Linked DNA regions of Mus musculus: regions 2, 3 and 4 are each linked to region 1. The links are chromatin contacts, called in public HiChIP or PLAC-seq and promoter capture Hi-C maps. All regions are on one chromosome and are shown on one strand. Each heading gives the region's core, a stretch centred on a gene start, on an enhancer-like site or on the middle of the called end of the contact. The rest is flanking DNA. Distances are from core to core; before and after follow the strand shown. Region 1 holds the start of Trim32 (tripartite motif-containing 32). Region 2 has its middle 190 kb from the start of Gm23950. Region 3 has its middle 310 kb from the start of Gm23950. Region 4 has its middle 330 kb from the start of Pappa.

Region 1 (3,030 bases), core at 255-2,754:
CTACTGTGGAAAAGGCCTATGGATATTTATATTCACAGAACAAAAAACTCCTAAGTCTTAACTTAAATGCATTGTGGGGGATATCAGGTAGATGGGCTACAGCAAGATAGGGAAAGTTCTTTTATCTTTTCCGGATGTTATAACATTCTTAGTGGAAGCTCATAGTCTTCTAACTTTAACTATACATTCCAATGGTTTACCTTATAGTCAGAAGATTGTTAGGCCAGAGTCATAGGTTGTTAATAAATGGCCATTAAGAGAACTAAAGCTAGCCCAAGATAAATTGACTATGTGTCTACAATATGTTTTATCCTTTCCCAGTTCTAGGTATTTGGTCAGTCCATAGAATTGCCAGCACAGATATAATTTCTTCAAGGAACTTTGAGTCACATATTCTCTGGGAAAGCCTTGGGAGTTCTGGGTGCCTGGGTTGGCTCAGGGCTCTAGAATTATCTGAGATATCAAATTGTACTCAGAATGTATAATCAGGAAATCCGGCCAGGGATAAAATCATGTGAGAACTCCTGAATCACTGAGAAGAGAAACAAGTTGGAGAATGAATAGCCTGGTTCAGAGTTCCATCAAAATCGATGCCAGGTGTATACCGAACCTTGGACAAGATGTGTGGGACAGGGGCGGGAGTGAGGTGGGGGAAGGGGATAAATTTACTTTTCCCACCTTTCTGAGTTATTAGTAACTCATCAAAACAATCCTTAACTTTATTTTGAGATAAAGAAGTAGAAAAATGAAGTTAAGAGTGATTCTGGGAAATTAAAGCCAGGTTCTGACAGGTAGAAACTGGTTACTTTGCCTTTTAACCCCTAGGTCTCAGCTTCTTTTCAAAGTCTGTAGTCTGTCGGAAAGTGTCTAAAGGTATTACTGTTTTTGTTTTGTTGTCTTATCATTGTGCAGAGGGTACACAGCTAGGTGGAATTTCAAATATGAGAGCATAATATTTCAGATTCCTTCATATTCCTCACTAGTACTGTGTGTTTATCGCATTCAGGAGCAGGTATTACCTGTCCACAAACTACCTTCAGGACCAGGAGGTCCTGGCCACAAAACCTCCCGTCTGACAAGGCTCAATGCAGGCTTTTCCCTGTTTCTCCCTCTGCTATCCGCCTCTGCGCTGTTTGGCAAAGAAAACGTCTTTCCTAAGGGGCATGTGTTCAGTGACTCCACTTTGGGATGTGTCACAGGCAGAAACACCTAGCCCGGGGACCTGCAGCTCTTTGAAGGGAGTGTGCTTGTCTTCTTCAAAGAGGCGTCTGTCTGCAAAGTGCCCGAACTTTCTGGAGACTACTACTGGGGGATTAGCATTGACTAACCATGTTTAGACTCTGAAACGGGGCAGAAAGCTGCAATGGCCTAGGTTTCCGGAGCCATCCCTATCTATTCAGCTGGGCCGCGGGCGCTGAGCCCACAGACCTACAAGCCCCAGCATGCCTCGGGAGGCGGGGCAAGTTGACGGGCAGGCGACTGTACGAATTGGCGACTGCCATGGGAAGGACGTGCTAGCGCATGCGCAGAAGGCAGCGGGCGGGTGGGCTGGCAGCGGTGGACTCGCGTCGGAGCTGCGGGCGGTCAGGTAGGGGGCGGGAAGGAGGGTCTGCGACCAGGGACTGTGGTGGGTCGCGGGGATCCAAGATTGAATGGCAGGATTTGGGGACTGGATCGGAGTGGCAGGATCGGATTCGGAAGGGACGGGCTCAGGAGCGATTCGGCGGAGATGAGATGCAGCTGGGGGAGGGGAGCAAAGGGGCTGAGGAAATTTGCAGTTGCAGCATGTCGGGAGGTATGAGGTAATGTGGGGGCCATGCGGAGAGACGGGGTGCAGCATGTGGGAGATGGGAGGATCTGACGTCCCTGGAGGTATCTGGGTGCAGAATATCAGAAAGCATAAAGGAATTTGGCAGGCCTGGATGAGGTTGGGTGTTGGCGGGCAGAATCTTAGGGGCTTTGAGGAGATCGGTGTAATGATAGCAAGATCTGAGATCAAAACAGCCAAGGTCTTGGAAGATCCTAATTGCTGAAGAGAAAGGGATTTCTGTAGCGGAATCTGGGAAAGACTGAGGGGTGAGTTCCCGAGGGAATCAGTACCCAGTTAGAAAATCGCAGCAAAGGTTTGAAGGCAACACGTGAGGCAGGACGGGGGCGGAGGTGGGGGGCGGGGGTTGGAGGTGGCCCAGTACAAGATGGGGATGATGGGCAGATGAGCGATCAGATTGAAGGAGGGCAGAAATCTGAGGTACAGGATTGGAGTTTGGAGATGGCATACAGGGGTGATAGATGTGGGAATTTGAAAATAGATTAAAGGATGTATTGGAGGGATGAGGGACACATAAGAGCTATTGGTGAATTGCAAGGCTGCAGCATACAGTCTAAAAGGTTGAATGATAGATTTGGGATTTAGCGTTGAGAATGAGGTTTGTGGAGAATGAATGGTGGGGAGTGAATGCTGTAACTAGATTATAGAATTCAAAACCAAATGAAATTTGTGAGTAGGTTCTTAGGAGGTTTTTGTTTGTTTTTGTTTTTGTTTTGGTCTTGGCATAACTGAACCCAGAGGGTCTTCTGGAGACCCAGGGACCTGAAAGTAATTTATAAATAAACTATGTATAAATGAATGGAATTTAGGAGAATGTAAGGGTTTGGGAATAAAGACACCAGTCTTCAGAAATCCTGAAGGAGAGTTTGACATTCTTTGAAGGGCAGATTCTTCCTCACTTACTAACTAAAGGCCCTTTAATCCTGAGGCAGGCATGTATTCTGACTATACCCACTCTGACCACCCCCACCTCCTCATCACAGACCCGATATTATAGGCCTTGGGGAAGAAGCAGTGAACTACCTAAGGGCTTCTGCTACCTAGCCTTTTCCCTGTCCAAGGTATGAGCCAAAATGATCTTCAACCTAATATTATCTTATAGGAGGTCCATTATAGCTCACAGAGACAATGGTTCTGGGTGAGAAACAAAACAAGGTTGGAACAAGGCGGAGCCTCCTGTCTACTGAGTATTTAGCCTGTGC
Region 2 (3,030 bases), core at 353-2,852, 970 kb before region 1:
ATGATTTTAAATATTGTTCCCTTCTACCAAACACTGTGCACTTTCCAAACAATGCACTTACGGTCTAAATCTAAATCATTTATAGCTTTGCCAGCCACTGAAGGTCTTTTTGCAGAAAGAAGGCTAGGTTTTGGCAGAACCACATATATACCTAAAGGACATTGAAAGGTTGTTCCCCAAAGGCCATTTCATGCTGTCAAAAGATTCTATCAAGGACGAGGTCCTGTTCTGCATTACATTCTGTTGAGGTCAGCAGGCAGAGATAGACACTGATAGACTATAAACCTAGGACAATGAAAAATCCATTTTCATGGAGTTTCTGATTTGAGTGAAAATACATCAAAAAGATACAAACCAACCGTCAGGAACATTATAATTTCTAATGATGGTAAGGAAGGAAAGGGCAGCAGAGTAAGAAACTGATGCAAAATTAGTGTTTGTGTGACTGGGCAGTCAGAGAAGCCCTGTAGAGGTCAAGAAGTTTGAGCTGAAAAGGGTCCAAGCAAGAAGGACATAACCACTCAGTGTATTAGAGGCAGAGCTTCTCAACACATTCAAGGAAAAGCTCAGGAAATGCCTTGAACTGACATATGTATGTGATCACAGCATCGATGCCATGTGTGTGGGACTGAGCGACGTACTAGAGAGATCACTGTACAATGACTGAAGTGGAGAAATACCAGGTCACTTATAGCATCATTAGACATGCTGAGGAGTTTGAAACCCAGTGACTTGAAGGTTTTAGAAAAGAAATGGAATGTGATTCCTTTAGAAGATAAATGTTTTTGAAAGTCATCTTTAACCATTTTGGGGATTAGGTTAGAAAGCTGATAAGGAAAGTGTTAGAGAGAAGGCTTCCTGAGAGCTAAGGATGCTTTAAGTCTGAGTGATATTAACATTGATAAAACTGGAAGGGAGAAAAGAGGACAAAATATCGAAGAGGCAGTGGTTACTAGTGAACTGAATATGGCAGGGCTAAATGAAACAGAAATTAACATTTACTTTGTTCAGAGCAATTAGGTGAATACCACAGTGAAGACATCACATAGGGTAGGGAACTGGAGAAGGAAGGAGGTATGAGTGTTATCTTCCCTCTGATTAATCAGGAATATTGCCTATCATTTGAAAATGTCAGTATTTTTCATTTTGCAAAAAAGGCATAGTTTTGCATATTTTACTCCACTAAGCACTCTTCTATTTCCAAACAGAACCAGGATGGACACAGAGTGAGCCTTAAATCGGATTATTGCTTAAAGTATGACAGTAAGGCAGGGCTATGTTGCCAGAAACATTGGGGTTTATGACCATAGCACCAAATGCATGTAATGACCCTGCAGAGGACATATTGTTTCAACTTTACAGAAAAGCCAACTAATGCCAAAGCAGAGCAAAATTAGCCACCCAAGGAATCTGTGACATCTAATGATGTGCTACTCATGAAAGCCATCTACCCGAGGTACCTGTGACCTGTAGGGATGTGCTAATCATGAAAGCCGGGATCCTGACTTCCTGGGATCCTGGTTCCAGGGCTTGTTAATATAGTCACAAACCTGGAAGCATGGCCTATGCATAAACCCCAGAGGATTTTTTTCTCCATAGTTTTACAGTGGCCAGACTCTGACTCATGGAGGGAGAATCAGTGTCCTCATTATGTAGCAAATTCCATGAGCACACACCAAGTGTTGTTTTCTCTAAAAGACTTAAAGTAGCTTCCTCTCTGTCTCCTTCAATCAACACTTGCAGAACTGTGCTCAGGTTAAGGGAGTTCTGCTTGGTTTTTGTATAGACTCTTTGATATGCCCAAACTTCAATGGTTTTTGTTCAATCCCTGGAACCTCAGGCACAGCCAACCCACATGTGGTGGGAAGTGAGGGGAGAGGGAAAGAGGAATGTGAGGGAGACACAAACACAGCACAATGTTTTCTTTCTGAGAAACTTCATCAAGGCTCCAGTTCCAGTGACCTCACCTTTAAGCAATGCCAGCTCCTTTGCTTTAAATCAAAGTTGACTTGTGGTGGTGGTTCACATATTTGGAGACTTACAAGCCTACTGCTTCTGATGTTGCAAAGGGAAATCCTGAGGGCTAATATCTGGCCTTTAAGATCACAGTGGCTGATGATCTTGATATCTTCCATGTTTCACACTGAGACACAGAGGAAAGGTTTGCATGGAAGATGAAACTGTAGATGTGGCAAGCAACATTGAAACTGGGGCATTTAAGGGCATGCATCAGTGAGTGGACAGTCTGCATTCCCTTTCCTATGTATTAAAACTAAATCATAATAACAGGCTCTTTATTTAACTTCCTACTGTAATTCTTGCACCCTGAATTTACATGGTTTCCAAAAGTACTTTATATAAATTTCCTACCCAAATCCTTCCAAGTCTTATTCATCTCAAATAGAACATAATCCATGTATTGTTTGTAGTTGGATCATTTGTAGTCTGATCTCTGGCTATATCCATTATCGATTTCATGGCTACTTCTAGTGCTCATCTCTGAGCAAACGATTCTTACATCCTTGCTATTCCTGAAACCTATCCGACACTCTCAGATTCATGGTTACTAGTGTTGCTCTCTTCTTTAAGCAAACAAAAGGCTCTTTACACTAGAATATTAAAGCTTGTTTATTCATAGTTTTTAAAGTGTTTTCCCTCAAATACCCTCATATTCATGGATAAGAGTATTTCTCTAAGACATAGAAATTCTTCAAATCAGATTGGAGTATGTAAGACCATGAGACTGACTCAATTTTAAAAGAAAAAGACAGAGAGAGAGAGAGAGAGAGAGGAAGAAAGAAAGAAAGAAAGAAAGAAAGAAAGAAAGAAAGAAAGAAAGAAAGAGAAAGAAAGAACATGGTGATTAATTGTTTGTGTATATCCAGCTACTTAGTCAAACATCATTATGGGCTTTTCTGTGATGGTATTTTTGGATAAGATTAACATATGAATCAGTGGATTGAGTAAAGAAATTATTCTCTCTAATATAAGTGGACCTCATCTAATCAATGGAAGATCTGAATAAAAGAG
Region 3 (3,030 bases), core at 333-2,832, 850 kb before region 1:
ACACTCATTTAGAAGCTAGGCATCCAGCTTATAAGTCTATAATCCTAAAGTTAGGGGAAGGTCAAAGAGTGGAGAATTACTAAAACTTACTTGCCAGCCAATTTATCTAATTAATGTTTTAAGTGTAGTTAGAGAGCCTGCCTTGAAAAATACAGTGGAGAAATGATTCAAGAGGACTCTGGAAAGCTAGCTGTTCTCTACATATGTGTTTCCATGAATACAGACATGATAATTGATGTAAATGATCTTCTATTTCCTCATTTGTCATAGTCAAGGTTACTACTTCTGTGATGAAATACCGTGACCAAAGCAACTTGAGGAGGACAGGACTTATTTAGCTTACACTTCCACATCACAGTTCATCATCAAAGGAAGTCAGGACAGGAACTCAAACCAGGCAGAAATCTGGAGGCAAGAGCTGATGCAGAAGCCATGGAGGAGTGCTACTTAATCATGTTAGCTTGATAAGCCTGATTTCCTATAGAACCAGGACCAGCAACCCAGGGGTGGCCTCAAGCAATCGCCTCACCCTACTTGATCAGTCATTAATTAAGAAAATTTCCTACATCCACATCTTACAGAATTATTTTCTCAGTTGAGATTCCATTTTTCAGATAAATCTAACTTGCTTCAACTTGACATAAAACTAGGTAGTATACCATTTTTCTCTTATCTCTCTGTTTAGGGCCTCCAAACAAATTCTCCATATGATTTTCAGAGTAGATATTCTGAAAATATAGATCACACTATGATATCTCATAGCTTAGCCATAACGAGTTCTTTACCTATCCTAGAAATATTACCGTTCTACACAACTCTATTTTTTCTACATGCTTATTAGTGAAAACATTATTTATCCTTTAAGGAAGGAAAAAACAATATCGAGGGTGTCTCATTTCAAAGACTTATGTGCATTCTGCTCTGGTAATTGACCTAATTTTTTAAAATGTTTATTTTCAAATATGAATTTGTATGTTATATAAAACGTATCTGTTACCAAATACATGCATTCCATAAGCATTTCTAAAGAAGAAATATATAAAATGTTATGAAGGAATTCTAGACATAATTATCTTGAAATTGCTATTATTTTCAACAAAGCCTCTTGCAGGAGGAAGTCTTTTTCATTATACTCAAAAGAAAAAAGAAAAAAAAAAAACAAGGTTGTTTTAAAGCTGGAAGCTGTGGCAGGGGAAGGGGCCATAAAAAAGCCAATCCAGTCTGTGAAGATTTTGCACGTGGGTGTGTAATATATGCACAGGTTCAATTTCTTCTGTAGAGAAGGAATGCAGCACTGTAACATTTCAGAAATTCTAAGCCGAACAGAGATCGAATAGAATCGTTAGAGTCTGAGCACATAGGCCAAGGTACGCTTTATGAATGCTAAAGCTGAAAGTCTTGCTTTTAAGAATGTGTGCAGGTCTCTCCTCTCCTGGCCACCCTGCATCCGGCCGTTCTTAAAAGGGTCTCCTTTGGAAAATAAAGTCAGTAATTCTTTTCCCCAATGAACTCACAAAGCAAGAACAGATGTGACATGAGTAACCTCCACTTTATGCATACCTCAGAGAAAAATGACACGAACTGAAGCAAGAATCTGGCTCCAGGCCAGAGAGAAGGACAACTGGAGTTTAGGCCTCTGTTGACATGGCTCACATCAGCTTGCTCTTTTGTACTTGAATCAGGGATGCAGGTGGTAAAAGGGGTTATACCTAATTCTTGGAAACACAGATGCCGTATTTGTAAAAAGCTGGCATTTTCCTCAGCTGTACCTTAGCACTGCCACATTAGAACACCCATGTTATCTCATTCAACTATCTCTCTTTTAAAATACTTTTGACAAATGTGTATCTATGAAGAAAGTACCATGATCACATTCATTACCTTCCTTTATCCCTCTTCTACCCCTGCGGACACTCACTCGCTTCACTCTACCACCATGTCCTAGTTTTGTGTGTACATGCCATCTCAGGTAGGAGCCACATTTATTGCACAGTCATAGTTGTGATGTCTATTCTATTTGATGTATATCTAGAAGACAGGGGTTCATAACCTTCCTCTCCATTCTCCAGCTCTATAGTCCATTCTACCTCCTCCTCCATCTAGCCTTGGATGGACTGAAGTAGAAAACTCATTTCTACAGTTGAGCACTCAACAGTCATTTATGGTTAGCACTTTGGCCAGCCGTGAACCTTTGCATTAATGGTCACCTGCTGCAAAATGAAGCTTCTCTAAACCAACCTACGTTGTGATAATACAATAGAGACACGATCATTAAAAATGCCTGTGACCTGGGTTCTACATTCTAACTCTCAGGTCTCAATTCCTGACTGTGTGAAAATGCATACATTCTTGCATACTTTAAAAAATAATATTCATTTTTATTCTCCATTTCCATGCCTCTGTTTTCTTTTCTGTTATAAAACACACCAAATTTATTTTCCAAAATCTCTTAGATTGTTTACTTATGTCTGAAAAATGTCTTACATGTATTAGTAAGTGCATAATAAATGATATATACATAGTGATTCCTGAGAATCACTTGCTGTCATGATTTACACTATTTGGATCTATTTATTGTCATCTTTATCTGATAATAAGCCCTCTGAGTGTAGGATGTATGTCAAAATCAACTTAATATACTTACTGTCCCAATTCATTTTTACTGGTACACTGAAAAATGTTCAGCAACTGCTTCTCAAATGAGGAAGTTTACATTTAAAGTGTTTTCCACTTTCTGTGGTGTAAATATGCCCATGACTGTCATTATCAAACTGTCAACATGATGTCAACTGATCAACAAAAATTTTTAAAATAATATAAACCAGGTTCAGCATAGCACTTAGATATGGAAGAATAAACATATGAAAAACATATAAAAATAAATGATCCCCATCAGAGATTCTCATTTCAATGTCCGGAAGGAAAGAACATACTACTGTTTACTGTGTCTTTCAACTCTCACCTATATTGGGTTGAAGGGACTATTCCTCAAATTTTCTATATTAAAAAGTCTATCTTTTTTTTCTCAAG
Region 4 (3,030 bases), core at 197-2,696, 810 kb before region 1:
GGCAGATAACTTCTTGTAAATTGTGGTTCCTTGCAGCTTCTCTCCCAGGAGCAACCCCCATCTTTGTTTCTTTTGAGAATGTTTCATTCTGTGGTCTAGGCTGGAGACTGGACTAGCCTTAATTAATTATGATCCTCATAGCTTCTCTTCCCAGGTTCTAGGATATGCGTTTGTTGGGAAGAGTGGGCTGTAAGCATCAGCTTATGTTTAGACAACATGCCACTAGTATAGCTATCCTGATGAATCAGCTAAAACAGAGATGAGACTGAACATCTGGAGGGCTATGAATCAGCACAAAATGGCTGACATTAGATGTCCAAGAACTCCCCAAAAGTAAATAGCAATGTAATCTGTTGTGTAACTATTACCGGAAGAGTGCCACTTCTATGTCACTGTATGAATACAGCTTTGATGCCAACCCGTGTGCCTATGCCCACTTGTGTGTGATGCCTTTTGCCCAGTGTCCATCTCACTTAGCAGCTTCAACCCAAAGTAAATAAAGTGTCAGTTTATAAGTCCTTGAATTCTCTTCAGCTGTCTACCCTCACATGAATCTCACTCTTTCCTAGCATTTGAACACAGACAAACATGCTCAGCTTGACTGAAGTTTACTGTTAATGGGTTAATATAATTGGAGATTTTAAGATATACTTAAGTAGTAGAGTGCTTGCCTAGCATGCATGAAGAGTGCATTCAATTTAGAGGATTACAGAAAGACAGACAAACAGATTGATAGAAAAGGAGGAAGGAAGGAGGGAGAGAGGGAGGGAGGAGAGAGGGGGGAAAGGGGGAAAGAAATATACAGTAAGAGAGAGTCTGTGGGGTAATGAAAGAGAGAAACAGTGAGAGAGGAAGACATTTTTACAAGGAGATAAGAATGGATCGATTTGCATTCTTCTACATGCTAACTGCCAGTTGAACCAGCAACATTTATTCAAAATGCTGTCTCTTTTACACTGGATGGTTTAAGCTCCTATGTCAAAGAACAAGTGACCAATAAACTCCACATAAAACTAGAGACACTGAAACTTATAGAGGAGACAGTGAGGAAGAGCCTTGAACATATGGGAACAGGGGAAGAATTCCTGAACAGAACACTAATGGCTTTTGCTGTAAGATCAAGAATTGACAAATGGGACCAAATAAATTTGCAAAGCTTCTGTAAGGCAACGGACACTGTCAATAAGACCAAAAAAAAAAAAAAAAAAAAAAAAAAAAAAAAAAGAAAAAGCAAGCAAACTAATCCTAAATATGATCGAGGGCTAATATCCAATGTATCCAAAGAACTCAAGAAGTTAGACTCCAGAGAACCAAATAACCCTATTAAAAATGTGGTACAGAGCTAAACAAAAAATTCTCAACTGAGAAATTTCAAATGGCTGAGAAGCACCTAAGGGTGTGTGTGGGGGGTGGGGGGAAGGTCAACATCCTTAGTCATCAGGGAAATGCAAATCAAAACAATCCTGAGATTCCACTTCATACTGGTCAGAATGACTAAGGTCAAAAACTGAGGTGATAGCAGATGCTGGCGAGGATGTGGAGAAAGAGGAGCACTCCTCCACTGCTGATGGGATTGCAAGCTGGTAAAGCCACTCTGGAAATCAGTCTGGCAGTTCCTCAGAAAATTGGACATAGGACTACCTGAGGACCCAGCTATACCACTCCTTGCATATACCCCAAAGAATTTCCAACATGTAATGACATAAGCTCCACTATGTTCATAGCAACCATATTATCATAGCCAGAAGCTGGAAGAACCCATATGTCCCTCAACAGAAGAATGGATACAGAAAATGTGGTACATTTACACAATGGATTACTACACAGCTATTAAAAACAATGAATTTATGAAATTCTTAGACAAATGGATCGATTTGGAGGATATCATCCTGAATGAGGTAACCCAATCATGAAAGAACACACATGATATGAACTCATTGATAAGTGGATATTAGCCCAGAAGCTCAGAATATCCAAGATACAATTTTCAAAACATATGAAACTCAAGAAGAAGGAAGACCAAAGTGTTGATACTTCCATCCTTCTTAAAAGGGGGAACAAAATACCCATGAAAGGAGTTACAGAAACAAAGTGTGAAGCAGAGACTGAAGGAATGACTATCCAGAAAGTGACTCACCTGGGGATCCCTCCCATATACAGCCACCAAACCCAGACACTGTTGTGAATGCCAACAAGAGCTTGTTAACACAGAGCCTGATATAGCTGTCTCCAGAGGGGCTCTAAGAGTACCTGACAAATACAGAATTGGATGCTCACAGCCATCCATTAGATAGAGCACAGGGTCCCCAATGAAGGAGCTAGAGAAAGTACCCAAGGAGCTGGAGGGGTTTGCAGCCCCATAGGAGGAACATCAATATGAACTAAACAGTATCCCCAGAGCTCCCTGGGACTAAACTACCAACCCAAGAAAACACATGGTGGGACTCATGGCTCTAGCTCCACTTGTAGCAGAGGGTGGACTAGTCAGTCATCAATGGGAGGAGAGGCCCTTAGTCCTTTGAAGGTTCTATGTCCCAGTATAGGGGAATGCCAGGGCCGGGAAGCAGGATTGGTTGGGTTTGTGAGCAGGAGGAGGGGAGAGGAAATGAAGGTTTAGGAGGGGAAACCAGGAAAGAGGATAACATTTGAAATGTAAATAAAGAAAATATTTAAGAAAAAAAAAGAAAAAAGAGACATTTTAATACAAAAGTGTAAGAATGCTGCTATAGACTTCAGGTGAAAAGAAGTCAACCTAGGTATTTTCTGGACACTGTGGCATTCTGAAATCTGATGACTGGATGTTTGCTTTCATATTGTCTCCATTTCTCTTTGCCTCTCCAACATGAATAATTGTCAGAATTTCACTAGGCTGAAATATATTCCAGGGAAATTGAATCTGCAGTTTTGCAGAATTTCACAATGCCTTTTGCAGTTCTATGTCAAATTGTTTGTTTAAATCTAGTTTATTCTACCTTCTTGGTCCTGGATGTCCTATCAGCTGAAATATTTATACCATTTTTCCCTAGTTAT

Evidence for each region. Promoter capture Hi-C pulls out the DNA fragments that hold promoters and counts their contacts. HiChIP or PLAC-seq counts read pairs in DNA pulled down with a chosen protein or histone mark.
Region 2: a contact with region 1 is called in an H3K27ac HiChIP or PLAC-seq map of the NIH/3T3 cell line, with 5 times the contacts expected there. The contact joins the enhancer-like site here to the promoter of Trim32 in region 1. A contact is called at or near these places in 6 of 39 promoter capture datasets (the 3T3-L1 cell line, the HPC-7 cell line, frontonasal cranial neural crest and 3 more) and 1 of 115 datasets of contacts at active chromatin or transcription factors (the NIH/3T3 cell line).
Region 3: a contact with region 1 is called in a promoter capture Hi-C map of second pharyngeal arch cranial neural crest, with 8 times the contacts expected there. The contact joins the enhancer-like site here to the promoter of Trim32 in region 1. A contact is called at or near these places in 6 of 39 promoter capture datasets (the 3T3-L1 cell line, the HPC-7 cell line, embryonic stem cells and 2 more).
Region 4: an H3K27ac HiChIP or PLAC-seq map of trophoblast stem cells shows a contact between it and region 1, with 12 times the contacts expected there. The contact joins the enhancer-like site here to the promoter of Trim32 in region 1. A contact is called at or near these places in 5 of 39 promoter capture datasets (3T3-L1-derived adipocytes, frontonasal cranial neural crest, hippocampal neurons and 2 more) and 2 of 115 datasets of contacts at active chromatin or transcription factors (stem cell-derived neural progenitor cells and trophoblast stem cells).

The regions. Positions count from the first base shown.
Region 1 is chr4:65,603,482-65,606,511 of GRCm38.p6, forward strand. It overlaps Trim32 (tripartite motif-containing 32), which reads left to right and starts at 1,505. Exons shown (of 2, transcript NM_053084.2): 1 at 1,505-1,588. All of the region lies in intron 16 of Astn2 (astrotactin 2), which reads right to left.
Region 2 is chr4:64,633,824-64,636,853 of GRCm38.p6, forward strand. No RefSeq gene overlaps it. Among named protein-coding and RNA genes, the nearest start is that of Gm23950, 190 kb to the left of the region's middle. Within about 2 kb of position 1,603, at least 45 of the 459 cell types and tissues checked have an H3K27ac peak or open chromatin away from gene starts, as enhancers often do. A contact at or near this core is called in the NIH/3T3 cell line, where this site is marked.
Region 3 is chr4:64,754,614-64,757,643 of GRCm38.p6, forward strand. No RefSeq gene overlaps it. Among named protein-coding and RNA genes, the nearest start is that of Gm23950, 310 kb to the left of the region's middle. Within about 2 kb of position 1,583, at least 1 of the 459 cell types and tissues checked has an H3K27ac peak or open chromatin away from gene starts, as enhancers often do. A contact at or near this core is called in second pharyngeal arch cranial neural crest, where this site is marked.
Region 4 is chr4:64,792,150-64,795,179 of GRCm38.p6, forward strand. No RefSeq gene overlaps it. Among named protein-coding and RNA genes, the nearest start is that of Pappa, 330 kb to the right of the region's middle. Within about 2 kb of position 1,447, at least 11 of the 459 cell types and tissues checked have an H3K27ac peak or open chromatin away from gene starts, as enhancers often do. A contact at or near this core is called in trophoblast stem cells, where this site is marked.